Regions from separate parts of the Mus musculus genome. Here regions 1 and 2 are each linked to region 3. Evidence: chromatin contacts called from public promoter capture Hi-C data. All regions are on one chromosome and are shown on one strand. The core of a region is the stretch at or near the end of the contact, and the rest is flanking DNA. Distances in the headings are between cores, read along the strand shown. Region 1 overlaps Tbc1d12 (TBC1D12: TBC1 domain family, member 12). Region 2 holds the start of Hells (helicase, lymphoid specific). Region 3 holds the start of Pdlim1 (PDZ and LIM domain 1 (elfin)).

Region 1 (4,077 bases), core at 1,027-3,526, 1.4 Mb before region 3:
GGTAAGAGCACCCGACTGCTCTTCTGAAGGTCCGGAGTTCAAATCCCAGCAACCACATGGTGGCTCACAACCATCTGTAACGAGATCTGACTCCCTCTTCTGGAGTGTCTGAAGACAGCTACAGTGTACTTACATATAATAAATAAATAAATCTTTAAAAAAAAAAAATAAGCTGAAATAAAATCTGAACATAATAGTATGTGCTATAATTCTAGTTTTGGACTTTAGGCTGTCTTACAGGAAAATACTGAGTTTCAAGTTTCAGGCCAGCTGAGGCTATCTTAAAAAACAAACAAACAAATAAACAAACAAAAACAAAACCGGAAATCAATGTACGTGTGACTGTAGTCTGGAACTCACTCTTTAGATGAGGCTGGACTCAAACTTACAAAGATCTGCTTGCCTTTGTGTTTTGGGTGCTAGGATTAAAGGCATGCACCACCACATCTGGCTATATGTATATTATTTTTAATGCTTATTTAGTATTAAGATATTATTTTAAGGTTATTTACTTTGTATATATGGGGGCTTTGTCTGCATATATGTCTATGCACGTGTGTGTGTGTGTGTGTGTGTGTGTGTGTGTGTGTGTGTGTGTATAGCTGGTGCCCACAGAGGTCAAAAGAGAGTGTTAGATCCCCTGGGGTGTGAACTGCTCTGTGGGTCCTCTGAAAGAACAGCAAGTGTTCTTAAACCACTGAGCCATCTTTTGAGCCTCTGTTACGATATTCCTTAACTCTTCTTCTATTGTTTTGAGGTCTCATGAAGCCAGGGTGGACCAGGAGCTGGCTGAGATGCAGTATGACCTTGATCTCCTGTTTTACCTGGTTCTGTCTCCATACTGGCTGAGATTAGACACCTTTAAGCCTCTGACCTGGTTTAGGCAGGACAGAGGCCCTAGGGCAGGATCCTAGGGCCTCTGTTACCCTAGGTAGGCACCCTCCTGATTGAGCTACATTGCCAGTACTCTACTAAGGTAGTCTTACTGAATTCTTCAAACGTGGCTATTTGTTAATAGGACTACTTCTTACTTCATTTGGTTTAGAGTATGAAAATTATTACTAAAACTTCGTTAACCTAAAAAGGCTCAGAACTTCTTCTGTCATAAAGTTGTGTGTGTATGTATGTATGTGTGTGTTCATATATATATATATATATATATATATATATATATATATATATATATATATACTGTGAGATTAACTTTTGTCTAGCTGAGTGTGGTTTTACACTAAGGAGCCCAAGGCAAATAAATTGCTGTTAGTTTTGCCATTAGTTGGAGGCTGGCCTAGGCTACTTAGGTGGGAGGGCTTCCTAAGTGAGACTGTTGGAAAAAACCTCCCAGCCAATCGAAACTTTTGTCTGTAGTTTTTCTAGATCAAATTCTCCCTCAAGAGGCCAAACAGTTGTCTTGCTACAGAAGGTTTGTTAAAGCATTTTTTCTTTTTTCTATTTCTCATGTGTGTGGATATGCATGCACTTGAATACCATGTATGTGTGGAGCCCCAAAACTTTGCGAAGTCCATTCTCTCTTTTCATGTGAGTCCTGGAGACTGCACTCAGACTCTAACCGTGTCAGGAAGCACCCTTACTTCCCATGGCCTTTCTCCTGTGTATCCCTGCCTCTTTGTTTAAATCATCCTGATGACCTCTTTCCTGAGACTGTCCTTTTCCAAGGTGGGTGTGGCTTTTTCTTATACAAATAGATATTTACAACCTTATGTGTCTATGCTAACTAGAAACAGTTTTCCTTAGCTTTCATCTTTGAATCCTGTAAGGCATTAATAATAAAAAACTGTATTTGAGACCCTTTACTGTGTACTGATTTCTAATTTTATACTTAAGTCTGAAGTTGAAAAAAGAAAAAGAAAAAAACAAACAAACAAGGTATTACCAGTATAGCCATGAGAAAGTTGACACTGCATCGTATTTTAGGATAGAGTCTTAAGCTATTACTCCTGTAGGAAGTAAATTATAGCTAGTAATCTAAGTATAAAACTTCCTGAAAATGTATTAAAGTCAAGATAGATTCCTGTTCCATGTGGTGATGACTTCCGTAGTCTCAGAACTTAGGACATGCAGGTAGGAGACAGTCCACAGTCACCCTTGGCTACAGAGTGAGTTTGAGGTCACTCTGGGATACAGACAACCCTTTTCAAACATACGTAAATAAACAAATCCCTTTGAAAATGTAAAGATGTCTCACTTGCCTTTAGAGTGCCTAAGCAGTAGAATGCACGCAAGCACAGTGTGGCCGGCTAGTGTGCAGCCACACTCACCTTTCTATGTAGGTGCTGGGATTGTTTCACACTCAGCTCCTCCCTCTTGGGGAGCAGGTGCTCCTAACCACTGAGCCATCTCCCAAGCCACCTTGGGTAATTTTTTTTTAATTAAAATTTTATGTGTGGTAGTGTTATGCTTGCATATATGGCTGTGTACCCCATGTGTGCCTCATCCCCCTGGAGGTCAGAAGAGGTTGTTGGATGTTGTGGCCGGCCAGCAGACCACAACCTGGGTTCTAGCCTGGAAAGGCATTTTGGAAACCTGGAAGAGAAGAGGGGCTAGGTGGCGAGAGAAAGGAATGTAGCCAAGACAATTACTCTGATCAAGGCTCAAATTTTATTGTTGGGACACTAGTTATGAAGGAAGGGGGAGGGGACCCGATTCCCGCCGAATAATCTCTGGTCCAGTAGAAAGGTGCACGTGTGTGGCTCCGCAGGTTCCAGCAGTGGGCGTGGCAGAACGAATGAGCAGGAAGCTCCACCCCTGAGCAAGCAGGTTTCAGGCTGGGGGAGGGGAGACTACATCTCCTCCCTTTTATTAACAAAATTTAAAAAAAGAAAAAGCTGGCCTGAGGGGGGAAAAATTATCTATGCTCAATAGTTCTGCCTGGAATCTAGGGCTAAAGAAAAAACTTGCTTTCATGGGATTCCTTAACTTTTCTTATGGTATAAGGCTAAGACTGTCCTTTCTTATCTTAGTGAACAACTAACTGAAAAGCCTGGAGCTGTAGGCTCTGACTTTATAATGCTAATTAGTACTTGGTAGGTAACTTTCTAGTTGAATTTTAAGTAGGGCGTTGGAACTCTGACTAAGTTTGACTGAACAAATGTGAAATACACTATAATAACACTAAGTTGATATTTCTCCGCTTTTTTGGATGATAGGTGGGAAACAGGGAGAAGGAGTTCAACCGGCTCTTGTAGTACAAGGCCAATTGGCTTTTTTATTTGGGTGGGAGGCAGTGAAGGGCTTGCCCTTTCAATAGTACGTCTCCAATCTCTCTCCCCCCTATTGATTAAGTTAAATAAGGCAACGCTTAACTGAGGTGATCAAATGATTTTCTCATCCGTAGATGAGTGGGCTTTTAACCTTGGCTTGGGTGGACATGGACCTGATTCCTCCCGTGGGTATTGATAAGACCCACACATGTGGCTCTGGGTATCTTTTGGGGAGGCGAGGCAGAGCCGGAAAATATTTTTGATTTTTAACCAAAATATGATACCAACCTCTTTTAAACCGGGTTTATCTCACAGGAAACTCAGAAATGGTCAAGCCGGACCTTCTCTTGCAGTACCTCTGCACCAAGCGATGCCCATACTGAATTTGTACAATCACAAACCAGTATGCACAGTTCTGAGTGCTGTGCAGCTCCTAAAGGAGAATTATCAACCTCAGAATTAGCAAAGCCTAAGCAAGAATTATGTCGTTAGTAACACCACGATTTGTGGCTAAAATAGGAGCTGGAAGTCGTTTCTCTTCATCCCTGTTTTTTCCACAGCCTAAGGACACCTTGCAGTAACAGCAAGGGTGAAAAGCCAGAGGTCAGCTAAGGGACTAAGCCTGTCTATCAAAATAAAAACCAACCTTTATTAATATAGAAATATCTACTTTTCTAGCCCTCTTGGTAAACCTAATTTCTAAATCAGACTGAAGGCCACGTGCTGGAATGTCTTGAGAATGGAGATAACAGCAGCCACCTGTGTGCTCTAGGGGGGCGGGGATGTACATCGCTGGTCCGCCTCGAGAATGTTGATTTACCTGCTTGAAAGACAAAATCTCGACAGTGAGAAAGTA
Region 2 (3,883 bases), core at 369-2,868, 1.3 Mb before region 3:
TACCCTGGGCTGATTGGCTTTTTGACATTTCTTTGCTTGTCATTTTCCTCAACCCCCAGGTATCCAATTACCTAGTCTTAAAGATCTGCCAGTTCTCCCATTACTCTATTCTGTTTCCGGTTCTGGAGTTTAAGAGACCTATGCATAAGGATTTAGAAGTTCTGGTTCATTGCTGTATATTTTCTGTTGTTCTGGAGGCATTTACACAGAGGCCTTGAAAGCAGAGAGCTGGTGCTTTTCTTAGCCATTGCTAGTATTTAGTCTACACAGCAGCCAAGATGAGTCAGGAAATTAATGTAGCAATGTAGCAGATGTCTGTTCTGTGAGAACCAAATGAATTTGCACTGTGCTCCAACTCTTGTTCTGGACAAATCAACCTGCTCTTCCTAAAGACCTAGAAGGGAAGCCGACCATCAAGGCATGGTTGCATACATTGGCACGTGGGAGGCAGAGGCAGGTGGGGCTCTATGAGTTCAAGGGTGGCATAATCTACATAGCAAGTTCTAGACCAGGGGGGGAGGAGCGCAGCATAGTGAGACCCTGTCGCAAATAAAATCTTATTTTTTAAAATAGAGGATCCCCCCGAAGGTGGTTATGGTAAAGCCATGTCTTTTTCTCTTAAATTTTTCTTTACATTTTTATTTAGTGTGCATATTTAGAGGTGTGTGGGTAGGCTTACAAATGCGACTTGGTACTCATAGAGATTAACGGACAATTTGCAGGACTTTTCTTCTCCGTGCGTAAAGCATTGCAGAAAAGGAATTGAAACCTAAGCAAAACGGCCACGAGAAAAACCCTTCAGCACCCACTCTTATTAGCGGTCTATTTGTTTTCTGAAAAAAAAAAAATTTTTTTTTTTTTTTAAAGATTCATGTACTCCAGGGCTCCAGGGTGTCTGTAAACCAAGGATCACTGACCTTCCAAAAGTCCTAATCCTGTGCCTGGACCTCCACTGCGCGAGATGACAAGGGAGCCTTTCCCTGTGGGCAGGCATTACACCAACTCCGCTACACCTACAGACCTTGTTCTCTCCTCCGTTCCTCTCAGTCAGTTTATCACTCGCTATTTTATCCTAAATACTTTTTCCCCCCTGAACTAGCTATAATCTTAATTTCTCATCTTTCTTCTTACTCACAAACCACTCCTCAGAGTTATTTGGAAAGGAAGTTTACGAAAAACCGCGAACTACAACTGGTCAGGGTCCAGCGAGCTTGGCCGTTTTTGACACCCTAACATCGACCTTCACCTACCGAAAGGACAGGTATTGGGGGCGTTCAAACAATCCAGTGTGTGAAGAGGTCTTGCACCCGCCGAACAACTCGGGACCATCATTAAATAAGAAAGGGGCGATCGGGGCCACTACGGTCTGCGGCGCCTCTGTGACCACGGGCGACATTCAAGGCTGGAGCTAGCTACACCCCCTTTGCCTGGGTCCAGGTAAAGGCTTAACGCATCCCTCCTGGGGAGAGGCGGAAAGCAAAGCCAAGCGCGTCCAAATCTCGTGAGCCGAGGTCTGCAGCGGGCGGGGAGCCCGAAGTCTCGCGAGACCACCGGGTTTTCCCGCGAAAGAGAAGCGCGCGAATTTCTTGCGCCGCGGGGCGAGCGAGCCGGCGGGGTGTGAGGATTTAGCTCGCGGCGTTTGAGGCGACTGGGTCCCCGGCCGGTGTCCAGCCGTGCCTGCGGAGCCGCCCGCGAGCAGCAGCGGTGAGCCGGCGGCGTGAAGGCTGCACCCCGGGGAGGGAGCTCGCCGGGGTCCGGGCTGAGGAGGGGAAAAGGCGTGAGGAGCCGCCGGCGGCGACCTGGTCTGCTTGGTGGCACGGAAGCGTTCCCCCACGTCTCCCTTACAGGTCTCCTCACGAGCTGGGTCCCGGCCGACCGGCTTTGCCACCCAGACGCTGTCCGTGGCTTTGGCCGGCGATGCAGACGGCCAGGGAGGGGGAAGGCCGTGGCTTCCCGAAGTTGGAACTCGGGGGTTGTAACTTGAATCCCGTTCTGAAAGCCCCCGCCGTGCTCCCTTAGGGTCCTTGGCTCCAGAGATGGCCGAACAAACGGAGCCTGCGGTGATTACTCCAGCCATGCTGGAGGAGGAGGAACAGCTCGAGGCTGCGGGACTTGAGAAAGAGCGGAAGATGTTAGAAGAGGTAATGTAAAGTCCACGGCCGGCGGTTCTCCCCGGCTCCCCACCCCCACCCCCGGCCTGCCTCCCCGCCTGCCTCCCCCACTTGCTTCTCCTTGAACTTCCAAGCAGCCCTGGCCACTTGGCTTCTCCGTACTTGTAAAGTGGAAATCTTGGCGTGGGCTTTGAATGATAGATAGGTTTCTGAAGTGTGGTCTGGGCGGGGTAGGTTGCAACTTATCTTTGAGTGGACGTTTCAGATTGCTTTTTTGACTACTAAGATTCAGTCAAGAGTCACTGGTAAGTGTTTGCTTGCTTTTGCCATCTTTATTGGCTTTTAAAATATGTTCTCTCACTGTATGCCTAATGGCCAACATTATTAATCTTTAATGCCCCGAGTCATAATGTATGTATTAGTAGACAGAGGTGGTAGACGTTGACATTAATCAACGGTTGGGCTGTAAGCCGGGTCTACTGATAATTCCCTTCCCCTCTATTTTTCTGTTGGGTTTGTTTTTGAGACAGTATTATGCTGGCCTTCATATCCTAGGGTCCCCCTGCCTAGCTTCCCAGTGCTGGCTGGGATTACTGGAGTGTGCATATCATTCCCTTCTCCTAAGGATTTCTTAGCAATTTATTACTGTTTGCTGCCTAAGTAATCAATTTGTTTTAGTTTTCTACAAGTAAGGTTCTTTAGCTAAAATTGAGGTGTATGTTTTCATGGTAAGTTACAGTATTTGTACATTTCTTTAAAAAACAGAATCTTTTAAAACGTAGTGAAAGCAGCTTTTAACATTTGGCAAGTTTAGTTCTTGATTAGTACTATGAAGTGCCACCACCCTGCTGCTTAGTTGTTGCATATGCAAGAAAAGGTGATATAATCATGGGAAGTTCTTAACTCCATCTTAGTTTTTTTTTTTCCTTGCATTTATTTCATTCTGTCAATAGAGTATGAACACTCTTTGGGATTTTTAATCTTCAATTTTGTAGCCCATGCTGGGCTGGAACTCACAGTAGGTCTCCTTTTCTGAAGTGTGTGTGTGAGTGTGAGATGTCCATTTGAGTTTGGAGTAGCTGCAGGTGAGTTTGGAGCTAGACTAAGCAGGTTGTGAGCCGTCTGACATAGCAGGACCGCTGGGAAACAAACCTGGTACCTCTGCAAGAGCAGTTGTGCTTTACCAGCTGAGCCAGTTGGTCATAAAGTAAATGTGCCAGAGTCCAGCTTCAGCAGGGTTCAGGTCCCAAAGAGGTGTAGAGTCAGCAAGGGAAGGAGACTGACACTATCTAAAGACAAATCAGGCAAGATCGCAGGTTTATTGAAGGCTTTGCACCTTTTATACTCTATGTTTGCATATATGGTAGCTGAATCACAGGTAATGCTGAAAGTGGACTTAGTAGATGTATGATCTTCTCACAGAATACATTCAGTTCAACTTACTTTGAACTATCTAACCATAAATAGAAACCCACTTAGTTTAGGAAATAATCCATCCTGAAACAAGTGATCAGTCATATAGTTCACGGTATGTATTTTGTATGTCAGTGTTCTTCAGTATTTATTTGTGTTCGTGGTGCACATGGAGGATGGACAGAATTTGATGTTATCACACTAGTTGTTTTGTAACTTTTCTTCCCTCTGAATAGGGATGGGGGCATAGTACATAGTTCTAGTTAGCCTCAAACTATTGGATCTACCATTGTTAAATCTTAATGATGGTTTATTAAGAGTAGGGTCACACTAGGCCCCGTGCCTATAATCCCAGCACT
Region 3 (3,804 bases), core at 1,254-3,753:
GCTAGGGATGTAGCATTATTGGTAGACTGCTTGCCTTTCATACATGATGTCTGGGTTCAATCCTCAGGAGATGAGAGACAAGATCAGAAGATCAAAGTCAGCCTTGGCTATATATAGAGTTAAAAGCCATTTTGAGATACATGAGACTCTATGTAAGAGAGAAAAAGAAAGAAAGAAAGAAAGAAAGAAAGAAAGAAAGAAAGAAAGAAAGAAAGGAAAGAAGGAAAGGAAGGAGAGAAGGAAAGGAAGAAAGAAAGAAGGAAAGAAGGAAAGAAAGAAGGAAAGAAAGAGAGAGGGGGAAGGAGGGAGGGAGGAAGGAAGGAAGGAAGGAAGGAAGAAGTTAAAATTAATTAATTAAATTAAATTAATTAATTCAGGAAGATCCAAAGCAATGTGCTTTCTACTTCAGGCCAACTTCATTTCTACACCGTGCCGAGTGCATCACTGAGCTATACTCCCAGCTGGCATTAAGCCTTTTTAGAAGCAGCCAAAATGACAAGTCACGACTATCCTTTCAACAGATTGCCAATACAGCCTCCCCTGCTTAAAAAGAAAGTTTCTCAGAAGTGGGGAAGGTTGACAGGTTAATTATAGACACAAAGACGGAGAACAACTGGACTATGAGGTAACTAACTCTAAATGTGCAGAGGCTGTGCCCTCCATGGGCAAGCATGTGTAGTCTGCCTGCCAGGATACACTAGGCAGGCACAGTCGGGTGCAGTCCTGGGCCAGCCAGACTTAGGGTAAGAGGCCCATATTGATGAAGGCATAGCTCCCAGGCTTGAAAAGGTTGGTGGGAGGCTGAGAAAACAGCTCACATTTCCAATAACAAAGAAATTTCTGGAAGACAAGATGGGCATGTGGAAGACCCAAGTCTTAAAACTGGGCTGCCTGCTCATTTGGAGTCGGCTGGTCAAAGAGCCCCTTTCTAGGCCAGGCCCACCTGTAAGAAAGCCTGAGTGACAGCCACTGTGGTTGTCAGAAAAGCCAAGAGGTGGCTGGATGATTCCACAACTTCCACCTAAGTCCTTCAGCTGCTGGAGGCATAGCCATAAGTCAAAAGGACCCACTGGGATCTTTCACTTCCATTTCCATCCCAGAATCCCTCTGAGATTTAAAAAAAAAAAAAAAAAAAAAAAAAAGACACATTTACAAGACTGGAGGAGCAAGTTTAAGGTTAGCTTCAGCAGACAAGTGTACAAAAGAATGGAATGTGGTCCCTCTAGGTCAGGCATCCCTGAGGTTTTTCTATCTCCTTAATTAAAAGATATTTAGTAACACCCCCGGGGCCCAGCGGAGTCACGCGCGCGCGCGCGCGCGCGCACACACGCACACACACACACACACACCTATATGAAAGGACTAAAAATCTAAAGTATTGACTCTCAGTGGGACATATTCCTTGTGTTTGGCCCAAATCACATAGCCAAAGTGTGGACTTCCAAATACCGAGCCTGAGTCTAACAGGGGGTTGCATTTCAATTACGGGCCACGGGTCTAGCAGTCTGCGATTGAGCCACCCGCCCTCCCACAGATAAGACCCAACCAAGAAGTTTTCAATCATCACCACCACACACCGTTAGTGCGCTTCCCCAAAAGGAAATGGCCTTATCGCGAATAACCTGGAGGGCAGAAAGGTGATCTAACCACCTTAGACAGGGAGAGACTACGGAGGTTTATCTGGGGTTATTTCCCAACTCCAGTGTTTCCTGTGAAAGGCTTTACAGAACCGAGAGCCAGCCACGGGTCATATCCGAAGAGTGTAAAATTGTTGTTTCGGTTGTTAGCTGAACGAATCCCATTCGCCTTCCAGGGAACTTTTCTGTACTCCATTCACCTTCCAGGACTTTCTATTGCTTCCGATTAGCTCTCCCCAACTCTTTCACTGTGAAGAGCAAGGAGTGTTAACTCTTGGCGCACAGGGTCTGCGGAGCCCCAGGTCTCCACGCCCAGGCACAAAGCTTGTCTGCTTGCCGCGCCGCGCCACGCTTCCGGGGCGCAGAAAGAAAACTGTCTTTGGCCTTGACTCAGCGCGCACCGAGCCCGCTTGCCCCGGAGCGCGGCGGTTGGGACGGGGTGGCAGATGGCACAGAGCGCTCGGCGAATGGCGCACCTGGATGCGCCCCACCGCGATCCCCTCGGAGCTCCAGTCACCCCGACCTCCATAGGGACGCAGCGCGCCGCCACCCTACGAAACCACCCCGTTCCCACGCGCGTCCCAAGACGCTCTTACCCGGGAAATGGCGAGAGGTTGTTCGAAGTCCTTGCCGCCCACGAGGCGGAAACCCCAGGGACCCGGGCCCTGGAGAACAATCTGCTGGGTGGTCATCGCTAGGCACAATCGGAAGGGACAGACAGGCAAGGCACAGAACTGCACGGCGCGCGGGGCTCCCGGAGCAGCTGTCGGAGAAAGAGCGCGCGGCGGGAGTTGGGAGATCCTGGGACGGGCGGGGTCGCGAGCGAGGGCGGGGACAGATCCGCCCCGGCCGCGTCGCTGCAGCCCCGCCCGGCCCGCGCCTCCACTCCCAGCGGGCCCGCAGGACCTCGCCAGACTCTAATCCGGGAGTTAGGCTCTTCAACTCCGCCCAGCAGCCCCGAACCTCCGCCCGCACCTCCTCCCGCCCTACCCACAGCCTTCTTGCTGCTCCCAACCCGGCATGAAAGCTAGGTGAGACCTAAGCCTTGTCCCCACCTACAGCAGACCTTACAAACCCACGCGTTGTGCTTTGCAAAAAGTCGAAAAGGATTGAGCGAGGTCAGAGCGGTTTACACTTTTGGAAACCGCAGAGCCGTTTAAGAGGCGCTTTCAAGTGATCTCACCTGACGCAATTAGGCGCTTTATCTCTAGTCCCATTTTAGAGATAAAGTCATTGAGGCTGCCCGAGATTATAAAGCACCCCTAAGGCTACGCAACAACTCGGGGTTGCTACTGAATCATTTTCCAGGCTCCTTGGGCCACCCTGGAAGCTTTCCAATGCTAATGGGACTATAACGGTTGGGGGGGGGGGTAGTCAGGGGGTTATAATTAGGCTCTACGAAGTTCCTAGAAACCTTTCCTCCTGGCTGGAGTTGAAATTGAAGGTAGGTGAATTCTGACGTTCCCAACAATTCCATCATGAAGTCCGGGGTGGACCAATGCCGGGAAAGCGGTGAATGGAAATTCCAGGGTTCAAAGCTCCCTATCAGTTTCTTCTGTGAGCTGCCCCCAAAATAAGTTCTCAAAACAGATTAAACCACAACTCATGCTGTCCACTGATGCTTCTTCACCCTGAGTAAAAATCCAACCCTTTAAATGCCTCTAAGGCCACTCCAAGAACGACTTGAATCTGCTGTAATCTGTCTCCAACTTTGACCACACTGGCCTCCTACTCAGAGCTTTGCCATCACGTGTATCCTTCCCCCAGATAACTCAAGGGTTTCTTGCAGATACCATCTTCTGGTTAAGGCCATTTCTGAGAGCCATTTAAACATCCCCTCTAGACCCCCTTTAACTTCCACTGCCTTAATTCTCTGCCCATCCCTGTGTAGTCTATAGTTTACTTATTAGTTTGTCCTACCCACATTCCTAAGCGCTAGTTTCAAGACCTGACGGGTTTTTATCTTGCAAACAGCTCACTGCGGTGTTCCCCGCCTAGAATAATCTCATGATGGATGTAATACATTAGCCAACCTTAGGACCACTGACCCCCTCGTGGTTTTCCTGGTTCCCATTCATTCGGGAAGCTGGACACAGGTTGAATGGATTTGTGAAAAGTGCAGCTCCTCGCGACCCCCCGCGGTCCTGGCCAATCTTTTGCGGGTCTC

The links. Promoter capture Hi-C pulls out the DNA fragments that hold promoters and counts their contacts.
Region 1: a contact with region 3 is called in a promoter capture Hi-C map of stem cell-derived epiblast-like cells, with 4 times the contacts expected there. A contact is called at or near these places in 6 of 39 promoter capture datasets (the 3T3-L1 cell line, the C10 cell line, cranial neural crest and 3 more), 3 of 130 datasets of targeted methods (embryonic stem cells, large pre-B cells and stem cell-derived neural progenitor cells) and 1 of 9 other capture datasets (embryonic stem cells).
Region 2: a contact with region 3 is called in a promoter capture Hi-C map of embryonic stem cells, with 12 times the contacts expected there. A contact is called at or near these places in 5 of 39 promoter capture datasets (the 3T3-L1 cell line, cranial neural crest, embryonic stem cells and 2 more), 3 of 484 Hi-C or Micro-C datasets (all in embryonic stem cells) and 14 of 130 datasets of targeted methods (embryonic stem cells, large pre-B cells, memory CD8 T cells and 3 more).

Annotation. Positions count from the first base shown.
Region 1 is chr19:38,867,190-38,871,266 of GRCm38.p6, forward strand. All of the region lies in intron 2 of Tbc1d12 (TBC1D12: TBC1 domain family, member 12), which reads left to right. Among named protein-coding and RNA genes, the nearest start is that of Tbc1d12, 33 kb to the left of the region's middle.
Region 2 is chr19:38,929,372-38,933,254 of GRCm38.p6, forward strand. It overlaps Hells (helicase, lymphoid specific), which reads left to right and starts at 1,619. Exons shown (of 22, transcript NM_008234.3): 1 at 1,619-1,704; 2 at 2,020-2,141. The coding sequence starts at 2,037.
Region 3 is chr19:40,269,113-40,272,916 of GRCm38.p6, forward strand. Pdlim1 (PDZ and LIM domain 1 (elfin)) reads right to left here and starts at 2,504. Exons shown (of 7, transcript NM_016861.4): 1 at 2,234-2,504. The coding sequence starts at 2,329. Gm41845 (a long non-coding RNA gene) reads left to right here and starts at 2,454. Exons shown (of 3, transcript XR_877853.2): 1 at 2,454-2,668.